3 separate regions of the Mus musculus genome follow, and regions 1 and 2 are each linked to region 3. Evidence: chromatin contacts called from public HiChIP or PLAC-seq and promoter capture Hi-C data. All regions are on one chromosome and are shown on one strand. Each heading gives the region's core, a stretch centred on a gene start, on an enhancer-like site or on the middle of the called end of the contact. The rest is flanking DNA. Distances are from core to core; before and after follow the strand shown. Region 1 has its middle 5.1 kb from the start of Gm33041. Region 2 has its middle 29 kb from the start of Gm33041. Region 3 overlaps Sema4d (sema domain, immunoglobulin domain (Ig), transmembrane domain (TM) and short cytoplasmic domain, (semaphorin) 4D).

Region 1 (3,924 bases), core at 224-2,723, 480 kb after region 3:
AAGGGTCTGCACAGTCTTGCATGTTGCTTGCTGAGGGTCTTCGCCCTGGAAGTTAGGGAAGGAAATCCGTAGTGAGCAATACTGGCCTGAGCTTGGGAGGGGATTAGCATCCTGTGGCCAATGGAAATAAGACCATTGTCAGTGAGAAGATTATTTGGAACATTGAACTTGGCCGATGTGAAGTTGTTCACTTAGCCACCCTCTTCTGGCCTCTTCTCTTGTTTTCTTTGACCTTGGTCTGGGTTCCAATCCCCAACCCTCGGACATTGGTGGCACATGGCTGCCATGAGAGACAATACTGGGAAGCCATGTCCAGGCTGGGTTGGCACCACAGTGTTTGGGGGTGGGAATGGTTATGACTATAGAGGGCATACAGTTCTGCACATCAAGCTACCACAGCCTCTTCTTCCAATATCTCAAGACAATTAGCAAGAAGTGAGACATTCTGCTGTCAGAATAAAACGTTCTTGGATGGGTCACACCCACATCTCTAAATAGCCCATGTTAAACCTACAACCACACTGACAGCTGTATCTTCGTAAGGGTGTGTGTATGCATATGGATGTGCGTGTGCGTGTGTGTGTGTGTGTGTGTGTGTGTGTGTGTGTGTGTGTGTAGACTAAGCTTGACATTGGGTATCTGTCCTGGTTGTTCTGCTCCTTTAATTGTGAAACAACCTTAGCCGCTGATCCTGAAGCTTAGTATTTGGCAAGGTTGGCTGGCCAGGAGCCCCTGCAGAGCTGAGGTTACAGGCACACACATCACCACAAGTTGTTTCTAAATATTAGTTCTGCATCTCAAATTCAGGTCCTCACACTTGGAAGGGGGAGTGCTTGACCACCCGGGATGTGCATATTCTTGCACACACATATTTTTAAAGGGAGACTGAGGAATGGAACTGTCTTCTGAATGCAGTTTGCTGGTGAGAGGCCCAACCCATTACCAGCACTGGACAGTAGCAAGCTTTGCAGTCATTTCCAACTGAGTAGCTGGTGACATGGGCTCTCAACCTGGTGGTGACTTGTACACCCCCAAATCTTAATCAACAAGTTATAACTGTGCACATTTATGGAGTACTACGAGTTCTTTTGATACATGTGTGCATTACATAATTTTTAAACCAGTCTGAGTACCTTATGCAATGAACAAGTCATATATTGATCTCTTTAGATACTTATCATTAAAATACTGTCAACTCTCTCCAGATGTTCTCGTAGCTTACCCCACAGATGTGGGGTAATATGTATTTGGCATCACTGCCCACTTCTCTGCAGCAGAGTACCAGCATGCCTTGCTCCTGTCTCAGTATAACCCTGTGCCTGGTGCTCAGTCTCTTCCTGCTTGCTCTCTCCTGCTCTCCTCTCCCCAGCCTCTGGTGATCATCGTCCCAGTCTCTCCTATGACATCAACTTTCAGATTCCACATGCACTGAGATCATGCCCCATTTGTCTTTCGGTGCCTGGTTTGCCTCACTTAGCCCAAGGTCCTCCTGTGCAGTCGGATTTGTCGCCAGTGACAGGTTATCAGCCTTTGTGGCTGAACCATGGCCCATTGTGAGCACAGGCCACATTTTTCTTCATCCGTTCATCAAGTGTGTCCCAGATTTTAATGAGATTTTAGACCATTCTGGAATTTGTGACATTAAAGGTTGTGTGTATGTGTATACTCACATGATATAATCCAACCTTTTAAGGTAGTGTATAGTCAAGTCCATATTCTGAATAATTTTGGGCTTTATGTATGTCAGAGACGTCACCTGGTTTTCTTACATTTAAATTTTAATTAGGTAAGAAATACACTTATATAACTAAGTGATTACACATATTAAAACTTGCACAGCTAAAATTCTCTCTTCTACCACAGCCTGGCCAGATCAGATTCTCAAAACAAACGTAAAAACAACATTAGTACTGTCAACTTTCTGTGTCGTTTATCAGATATTTTGATATGGATCAGAAGGTTGGCATCTATCTGAGCTTTCTTTTTCTCAACTCTGGGCATAATGTGTTTCTCCATCTTTCTCTTTTTCATTTAGCCTGGTGTCTTGAAGTCTTACACCTTTTAGCACATGAGGGGTTAAACACGTATCTTTATAAAGACTGGCATCTGTCACCCCATATCGTGTGCCAAATCTGTTTAACCAGTCCCCTGTGGAGGGAGGCGCTGAGTCTTTGTGATTTCCGATACTGTAAAAAGATCCCAGAAAAAAAGCCAACAAGTGTTCAGTCCACTGGGTGAAGGGATGCGGCCACTTTAGTTTTTCCACCACCGTGACATGGTTATAAAAACAGAAAGAAGGAAAAAGAGGGGGAAAAAACAGATGATAACAATCCTCCATGAAAATTGTGTAGAACAGAAATGTGTTATGTATAAATACATTTTTATTGGCATACAGTCATGTCATTTCTAGGCATCCTGTCTACTGCTTTCCATGAACAGACAGAAGCAGCATCCTCTTCCTGCCAAGCAGGGATACATGAAAACCCCAGGGATGTTTTACATTAGAGCAGCTTTCCAAGGCCAGAGGTGATGCTGTGTGTTGTCAGTGTCAGGATGTCTTCACCATGTGACTCATGAGAGGAACATGGCCTCTGGAAGTCAAGTTCCAGGCAGAGTAGGACACAGACCATGTCATCTGGTAAGATAATGAAAGCTATCCTTGTCACCTAGGGACTTGGTGACCACGCCACAAAATAGAAGACACATTAGTGTGACCAGGCTGAGCACTTTCCACCAAATTTCACACATGTTCTCAGCAGAGTCACTCATAAAGCATGTGTGTGCATACACATACATACACACATATGGATACTTATGTGCAAGCACATACACACACAAATGAATACTTATGTGCACGCACATACGCATGTGAGTACATATGTACACACACATACACACATATAGATACTTATGTGCACATACATACACATAGATGCACACACATACACATGTGAGTATTCACATGCACACATGTACATCATTTCAGTGGGGAGGACTCACACAGTTACCAAGCAAAGCCCTTTAGTGGTGCTTAATTACTGTTCTGAGCTTGATGGTGGTGGTTGGAAAGAATATCCAAAGAAAATAGGATGATCATCAGTTTTTCCAGAAAGAACACTTGCTCTTAGGCTGAAGAATACTGGCAAGAGCCTCACTAGTAGTTAGGAAGCCAAGCAATCACGAAAGGAAAAGCCACTCACTCTTAGAATAGCTAGATGATGGTTTTAGTTATCTTTATTTACTGGGTGTGGTGGCTCATACATGTGATCCTGGCACTTGGGAGGCTGAAGCAGGAGGATCTCTCTGAGTTTGAGACCAGTCTAGACTTCATATCGAGATTCTAGCTCATGAAAAAAAAAAAGAAGAAGAGAAAGAAGAGGAGGATGGAGAGGAAAAAGGGGAGGAGGGACAGGAGAAAGAAGAGGGAGAGGAGAAGTTATCTTTTTACTTTGGGGCTAAGAAGGCTTTTAAATAAGACTCAGTATAAAAAAATCAAAAATATAAACTGTAATATAATAAAAATGAGATATCATACAACTTTCATTAATCCAAAATTGTTAAAGATCTTGCCTAGAACTATCCTATTTCTTTTTTCAAGACAGGATTTCTCTGTGTAGCCTTGGCTGTCCTGGAACTCACTTTGTAGACTAGGCTGGCCTCGAACTCAGAAATCCGCCTGCCTCTGCCTCCCAAGTGCTGGGATTAAAGGTGTGCACCACCACCACCCGGCTAGAACTAGCCTATTTTAATATGTGTTTGGCTCAACTTAATAGATGTGTCTAGTCTGAGCTCACTCTTCTGCATTCAGGGAATATCTGTACACAGTATTAGGCCTGTCAGAACCCATCCAGAATGAAGGGGCCATGATGGAACCTTGATTTAGCTGAAACATCTCCTGAGGGATCCTGGCCTGTGTCCACTGGA
Region 2 (3,513 bases), core at 1,003-3,502, 460 kb after region 3:
AAAGAGAGAGCTGCACTCACGGCCTCTCATGGGTCCATGCATACTGTATACCTTCCTGCTCAGGCCAGCTTACCTACTGTAGCCAGAAGCAAGAAGGCTTCTGACTTCTTTCACAGGATAACCTCTAGGCCCTCCTCCCACACCCTATTCCTCTTCTCCTGCCTCAGTTCCCACCATGCTTGTTCCTTGCCACTGGTAGGACCCTATGGCACATAAGTGGGGTCGCCCCACATTCCTCCAAGAGAGAAGAGCTCCTGGATTTGTGTTCGGAACCCGCTGTGACATCCGTAGGGGCCTTGCATGTGGAGAGATGTTGCAGTGGGGAGGAGATCTGAGACTCAACTGTTAAATAAAACAGGGAAGAATGGGCTTCTGTCACCTGGCTGGTGTGTACAGTCAGTAGACTGCAACCAGTCAACGGGTGAAGGGATAAAAAAAAAGTGTCTGCACGATGGAATATCATTAAGCTATGAAAAAGAAGGGAATGCCGATATTACCAGACTTGTAGTTACAGCCTCTGCCCAAACAAGCTGGCTTCAGCCAGTCATCCTCCATAAGCCAATTAGAGTAGCTTACTTTACAGCAAAAAGCAAGACAACCCTCCTCTGACTGTATCTCTGGAGTCTTGATGTTATGGTAACATTGGAAACCACTGCAGCTTTGGGCCCCACCTCCCATGCCCATACCCCAAATTGTAGAAAGGTAAACACAAGCTTTGCCATTCCTTAAACTAGCATATTCAAAGGTGGAGATTGCTGGGTTCTGTTGAGGCTCACTAAGGCGAAGATATTTCCTTTTGGTCAAAATGATGGAATCTAAATTCTACCTGTGTCCTGGGTGGAGACCCCAGACATTAGTAAATCCTTTTAGGTCTGCCAATCATTTCCCAAGGCATTCACTCCCTCTCCCCTCCAGGAAATCTGGATCGCCCATCACCCAAACCCTGCTAAGGAAGCAGGCGGAGTAATTATCCCCACAATGAGGGAGGGCACTCTTCCTCCCCAGATGCCCCTTAGGGAGTATCCATCAGGCAGCACTGTAGAGTCTCAGTATTGCACTCTGTCTGCATCTCTGAGTTCACCTGGGCACAGATTCCCAAACACTCTGGTGCATGAGTAGTCTGAGTTTTGATTATGTAAAATGACAGAGCTCTGAGGGTGAGTGTGGTGGCGGTTACGTAGCACCGTGAGCAGGTTTCCTGCCTGGACACTGAACACAGTGAAGGAGGTAGAGTTTATGTCATGTTAAACATGTACAGTGCAGAAAAATGAAATATCTGTGCAAACCCTGTTTGGGACTAGCCCCGAGGTGACTAAGCCCCGTCTTGTTCCTGGTGATTGAATGCAGAAGTCAATTGTACACAGGCTCTTAGGTGTGGACCCCCAGGTGGCAGGGGACACAAAGGACAACGGGGAAACTGGTGTGTTTCCCTTTGTGCCCTGACAACAAGGAGGAAGTGGCTGGACTGAAAGCAAACAATGAACCAGAAGAACTCATGAAAAAGGTAATTTAGAGCCCCAGCATCTGGGGACACAATTAAGGGAGCGCACTTCCCAGGGAACCTGGCTTCTCTCTGCCTATGCCAGGAGAAATGCCTTCCATTGGGATTGTACAATGGCCTCCCAAAGCTTCAGAGAACTGTGCTGGGGTGAGTCACCAGAGCGTACAGTGTCCTGGGGAACCCACATGCACCAATTTATCAGTCCCCACTGACAGACTAAATTGGGATTTATTAACAATTGTTGGTTCAGTGAAGAGGCCCCACCATGTATTTTGATTTTGTTTTTCATCAGCCTTGGTCAATTAAAAAAATAATATTAGAAGAAGCTTAAGAATCAGTAGGGTGCTTCCTGGCTGTGCCTGACGGGAGTGTGCCAGACGGAGCGTGCCCCTCACTGTAGAACGTGATCTAATGTCACTGCCTGGGCATTAGGAATTTCATGCCAAGTTCTTATGATCAGATTTATTGTGATGCTATAATCACATTGAGAACCAAGAAGTCCATTGAGAAGTTCCTTGAGTAGTTAAGGACCTAAGGTCCGGTCCTGCTGATTTGTTGCTGCATAGGAAATCTTAAGAGCTTAAGCAGTATAGTTTGGAGGGTCAGGAGCCCAAACTGTGTGGCTGCACAATTGGAGCCTCAGCAGCAAACAGCCTGGGAGTTGGAAACTTGTGCTTAGCTTAGACTTAGGGCAAGGGTGAACTTCCCACTTTCTTCTTGTTATCTGAGCCCTTAGCATCAGAGACCAGGCTCTGGCAGCCGGAACAAGCTGGTTCAGCCACTATATCCATTTGTCTTAGTCAGGGTTTCTCTTCCTGCACAAACATCATGACCAAGAAGCAAATTGGGGAGGGAAGGGTTTATTCAGCTTACACTTCCATACTGCTGTTATCACTAAAGAAAGTCAGGACTGGAACTCAAGCAGGTCAGAAAGCAGGGGCTGATGCAGAGGCCATGGAGGGGTGTTTCTTACTGGCTTGCCTCCCCTGGCTTGCTCAGCCTGCTCTCTTATAGAACCAAGACTACCAGCCCAGAGATGGCACCACCTACCAGGGGACCTCCCCCCTTGATCACTAATTGAGAAAATGCCTTTCAGCTGGATTTCATGGAGGCATTTCCCCAACTGAAACTCCTTTCTCTGTGATAACTGCAGCCTGTGTCAAGTTGACACAAAACTACCCAGTACACCATTAAAGTGATAAATAAATCAGAGGAAGGTGTTTTATTCCGTGTGACCATTCTGAGGAGGGGAACAAATAAGGCAGAGGTCCAGTGACCACCCCCTCCAAATCTCCCCAAGTTCATCATCAGGACCTGACATAGGTTTCAGTCCAAATAAAAGCCTGTGAATGTGCGGTCAAGCCTGGTCCACAGTGTCTGGCTCCAGCCTTCCCTGCGTGTGGTCTGACAGGCTGTCAGACCTGTGAAATCTCTTTCAAAAGACAAGCTTCGCTGGATGGCTCCAGACTTCAGCCTTTCTTTCCCCAGCATGAGACTCCTGGGGGAGGGGGGATTTTTAGTTCTTTGAGGTCCCTCAGTTTAAGTGTCTCTTTAAAACAATGTCTCTGCTATCCCAGGGAGGTGATACCCCAGGCCTCTCCCGGTGGCCATGGATGGGTTCAGTTCTTTGTAGATACCAGATTGAGGGCCAGAGTAGACGACAGGAGCTATGAGATCTCCATAGCACAGCTCATAGGACCGCCACGAGCTTACTGGAAAGACACAAGTCGTACTCAGTGGGAAGAATTGGAATGTGTCTCTTGTCCATCGTCTCAGAAGCAGAAATCAGTGTACCCAGTTTGCATCAGCTGAAAAGCAAGGCATGATGGGATTCAGTCTCTCCAGGAAGAATTTCCAGAGAAGGTGCAGCACAGAAGACTCGAGAGATCACCTTCACCGTCACCTGGACTGGATTCAGTATCACCTTGGAAGGGAGACTTACCCTGAATGTGAGCAGTACCATCTTCCATGCATGGCTGAGAATACAGGCTTCAGGTTAGCAGTGTGCTAAA
Region 3 (3,519 bases), core at 794-3,293:
TTAAAATCAAACACCACATAATATCCCAAGTCTCTAACAGTCAGTGCCATGCTGGTGCTGTTGGAGGACAAAGGAGTCTGGGGGGAAGGCACGATAGAAATAAGCCAGAGACACTCCCTGGCTCCCTGGTGGTTTTGGGACTCAGCTCTATGAACTGTGAGAACAAGGACTCTCCACAGTGTTTGCCACTGACTCCCTCACGAGAGCAGGCCAGCAGGTGCACCCAGTCAGCAACCAGGGTGGGTGGGCCTGGGCCTTCTTGTACCTGTCACATCCCTCCACAGTACTGGACGGAAGGTATAGAGCATGGGAGCTATGGCCCACACCATAGAGAGCAAGAGTTGATCTACACAGAGACTCTCTGTGGGGTGGGAGGGAGAGGGGCTACAATTCAGATGGACAGGGCTTTTTTTCTTTTTTCAAGACAGAGTTTCTCTGTGTAGCCCTGGCTGTCCTGAAACTCACTCTGTAGAGCAGGCTGGCCTCGAACTCAGAAATCTGTTTGATTTCTCCTCCTCCCAAGTGCTGAGATTAAAGGCATGCGCCACTACTGCCCAGCTGGGTTCTTCCTATTTAGTGTGGCTCTGAGTGCTCGAAACTGCCTGTACTTTCGAATTCCTCAAATCTAAGGAACATGAGAAACATCTGATAGACCAACAAAATTCAAAAACAGATGGTCAAAGAGGAAGAGGGGAAGAAGGAGGAGGAGGAAGAGGAGGAGGAGGAGGAAGAGGAGGAGGAGGAGGAGGAGGAGGAGAAGGAGAAGGAGAAGGAGAAGGAGAAGGAGAAGGAGAAGGAGAAGGAGAAGGAGAAGGAGAAGGAGAAGAAACAAGCTGATACTCAGAACCTCAGCGCCAACTGCAGACTTCTTCAGGAATAATGAGGCCTTGGCTACTGAGATGACGCAGGCCACTCTGCAAGCTTAAGGACTTGGGTCACAATCCTTGGTACCCATGATGGAGAGAGAGAACCAACTCTGAAAGTTATGCTCTAATCTCCACAGGTAAGCCATTGCATGCACATGACTGGACTCACACATACAAGGCCCCTGCCCAAATTACACCCAGATAGCCATGGAAACTGAATGTGTATAACTGGCTCGCACATTCCCAATAGGGCCCTACTCCTTTACCACAGCCTTGGCAGGCTGTGAGAAGAAGCAGAGGGAAGAGGAGTTTTATACTTATTCTGGTTCCTTCTCTTAGCTTTGTCCAACTAAAATGCATCCCAAATCCCGTGTAGAGAGCCATCTCTCAAGTGCTATGCCTCACTGCAGGAAGGTGTAGTACGGCTGGCATGGTCCACACCAAGTTCATGAGAGGAAGTGCTGGTCATCATACAGATACACACCCACAGGGACACAAGTGGCACAGGACACACAATCACACACAGTTAAGCACGGTGATGTAGGACACACAGGCATATAGACAACTTATCACACAGATGTAGAGCCATGAACACACAGGTACACACACACACACACATACACACAGGGACATGATGGACACATGCTATGCTATACCCCTAAAGAGTAGAGCAAGCACACGTGAGGTGCACACAGAACCATCATACCATTAGCAGCCATCACTTGGGAGGGATGGGAGTTGGAGGAGGACATGGAGACAGGGAAGGGAAGACCATCTAGGAACCTCACTGTCTAGCATCAAAGCCTGGTGCCGCCCTGAGGGACAGCAGTCTTGGCTCCAATGAAGATATAGGAACAAGATACCTGACAGTCCACCAGACCCAATGGAGGCTTCTACAAGGTATCGCTTACCGACCTGGACATAGAAATCATACACGGAATGATTTACCTGTGCCGTGAGTCTCTGGGGTTGTTCCTGGCACCTTTAGAATGGAAGCTTCAGGAAGACATCTCTGAAAGTAATGAGAGACTAAGAGTCAAGCCCCTGGGTCCTCCACCCTCACGGGGCGCTTGGGTTTCAGACAGGCACTAAATACAAACTCCTTAGGGCCCCAAGCAGATGACCTCTCTATCCAGTTCCTGCGGGGCTTGTTCACTGCACCAGAAGTGAGGTGCTGGGCAGCCAGCAAAGGGGAAGCCTGGGTCAGCTGGTGCGCTTGCTTGCTCACCTCACCACAGACACCACAAATAACCACTTCTCTTTTCTTTCCTTCTCCTTTAAAAAAAAAAAAAAATCAGGCCAGAGAGGTGGCTTGGAGAGGTTTAGAGCACTGGCTACTACTACTGGCTGTTTTTCCAGAAGACCTGAGTTCAATTCCTAGTACCCACAGGGTGGCTCACCACTGTCTATAGCTCAAGATCTGACAACCTCACATAGACATATATACAGGCAAAACACCAATTCACATTAAAATATAAACAAACAAACAGACAGACAAATAAAAGCAATTTTGGTCAGGCTAAGTAGTCCGTACGAGCTTCAAACTCGATATCCTCCTGCCTCAGTCTTCCCAGTGCTGGAGATTTCAGGTGTGTGTCGCCACACTCAGCCACCACAGCCATGTCTAAGCATACTGCCCCATCGCAGAGAGCAGAGTCCATACATTAGAAAACTTATCACTAGGCTCAGTTAGAAAGCTTGCCTGGCATGCAAAAGGCCCTGGGACCTATCCTCAGCACCGCATAAACTGGGCACGGTGGTGTGAGCCTGTAATCCCAGCCCTCCATCCAGAATTCAAGATCATCTGTGGCTGCAGAGTGGATTCAAGACCAGCCTGGACTACATGAGAACCAGCCACAAAAACGAAACCAGTCTAACCAAGTCGTATTATTCTTTTCAGATGTTTAAAAAAGTAAATAAGACTTTATTTATTGCATATGTCCATGTGTGGGCACATTCACATTACAGCACATGTGGAAGTCCAAGGGCAACTTGTAGGAGCAGGTTCTCTCCTACCTTGTGGGACCCGGGGATCCAATTCAGGTCATTGAGATGGGCAGCAAGCTCCTTTTGCTGGCCAAGCCAGTTCATCAGTCCTAATTTCAGATCTGTGCCCCCTTCATCTTCCCAAGGAAACCAAGGGAAACCCACAGACAACATAGTCATAAGAATTAAATGGGTGCTCATCCCGAGTCTTGGTTGATTTTAGGTAGTTAGTTCTGAGACAGAACGTGGAGGCTGGTTCACACCGGATCAGCAGTCCTCCTCTAAGGTCTACCTCAGCCCCTCTCTTATCTCTTGCGATCAATTTTTGTTTGTTTTTTGAGACAGGGTTTCTCTGTATAGCCCTGGCTGTCCTGGAACTCACTCTGTAGACCAGGCTGGCCTCGAACTCTGAAATCTGCCTGCCCCTGCCTCCCAAGTGCTGGGATTAAAGGTGTGCGCCACCACAGTCCAGATTGCAGTCGTTTTAAAGCTAAACAGAAACAAGTACCCACTGTGGAGTAGGGCCAGGCATCTGTATGTACCCATCAGCATCTGGGACAGAGGCCTCCAAACAGACTCCCTGAGCCCAGTGACCCCACGCTGCCTGGGGCAGAGGGATAACCTTGGCTGTGGACAGCTGGAGGCTAAGTGTTGGAGGGGGAAGCTT

Evidence for each region. HiChIP or PLAC-seq counts read pairs in DNA pulled down with a chosen protein or histone mark. Capture Hi-C pulls out chosen DNA fragments and counts their contacts.
Region 1: a promoter capture Hi-C map of adipose tissue shows a contact between it and region 3. The contact joins two enhancer-like sites. A contact is called at or near these places in 8 of 484 Hi-C or Micro-C datasets (CD4 T cells, bone marrow-derived macrophages, cerebellum and 4 more), 4 of 115 datasets of contacts at active chromatin or transcription factors (bone marrow-derived dendritic cells, bone marrow-derived macrophages, embryonic stem cells and 1 more) and 3 of 9 other capture datasets (adipose tissue, embryonic stem cells and liver).
Region 2: a contact with region 3 is called in an H3K4me3 HiChIP or PLAC-seq map of bone marrow-derived macrophages, with 2.9 times the contacts expected there. The contact joins two enhancer-like sites. A contact is called at or near these places in 3 of 115 datasets of contacts at active chromatin or transcription factors (bone marrow-derived macrophages, embryonic stem cells and pancreatic cancer cells).

The regions. Positions count from the first base shown.
Region 1 is chr13:52,215,823-52,219,746 of GRCm38.p6, forward strand. No RefSeq gene overlaps it. Among named protein-coding and RNA genes, the nearest start is that of Gm33041, 5.1 kb to the right of the region's middle. Within about 2 kb of position 1,474, at least 10 of the 459 cell types and tissues checked have an H3K27ac peak or open chromatin away from gene starts, as enhancers often do. A contact at or near this core is called in adipose tissue, where this site is marked.
Region 2 is chr13:52,192,384-52,195,896 of GRCm38.p6, forward strand. No RefSeq gene overlaps it. Among named protein-coding and RNA genes, the nearest start is that of Gm33041, 29 kb to the right of the region's middle. Within about 2 kb of position 2,253, at least 5 of the 459 cell types and tissues checked have an H3K27ac peak or open chromatin away from gene starts, as enhancers often do. A contact at or near this core is called in bone marrow-derived macrophages, where this site is marked.
Region 3 is chr13:51,732,693-51,736,211 of GRCm38.p6, forward strand. All of the region lies in intron 2 of Sema4d (sema domain, immunoglobulin domain (Ig), transmembrane domain (TM) and short cytoplasmic domain, (semaphorin) 4D), which reads right to left. Among named protein-coding and RNA genes, the nearest start is that of Sema4d, 59 kb to the right of the region's middle. Within about 2 kb of position 2,044, at least 79 of the 459 cell types and tissues checked have an H3K27ac peak or open chromatin away from gene starts, as enhancers often do. A contact at or near this core is called in adipose tissue and bone marrow-derived macrophages, where this site is marked.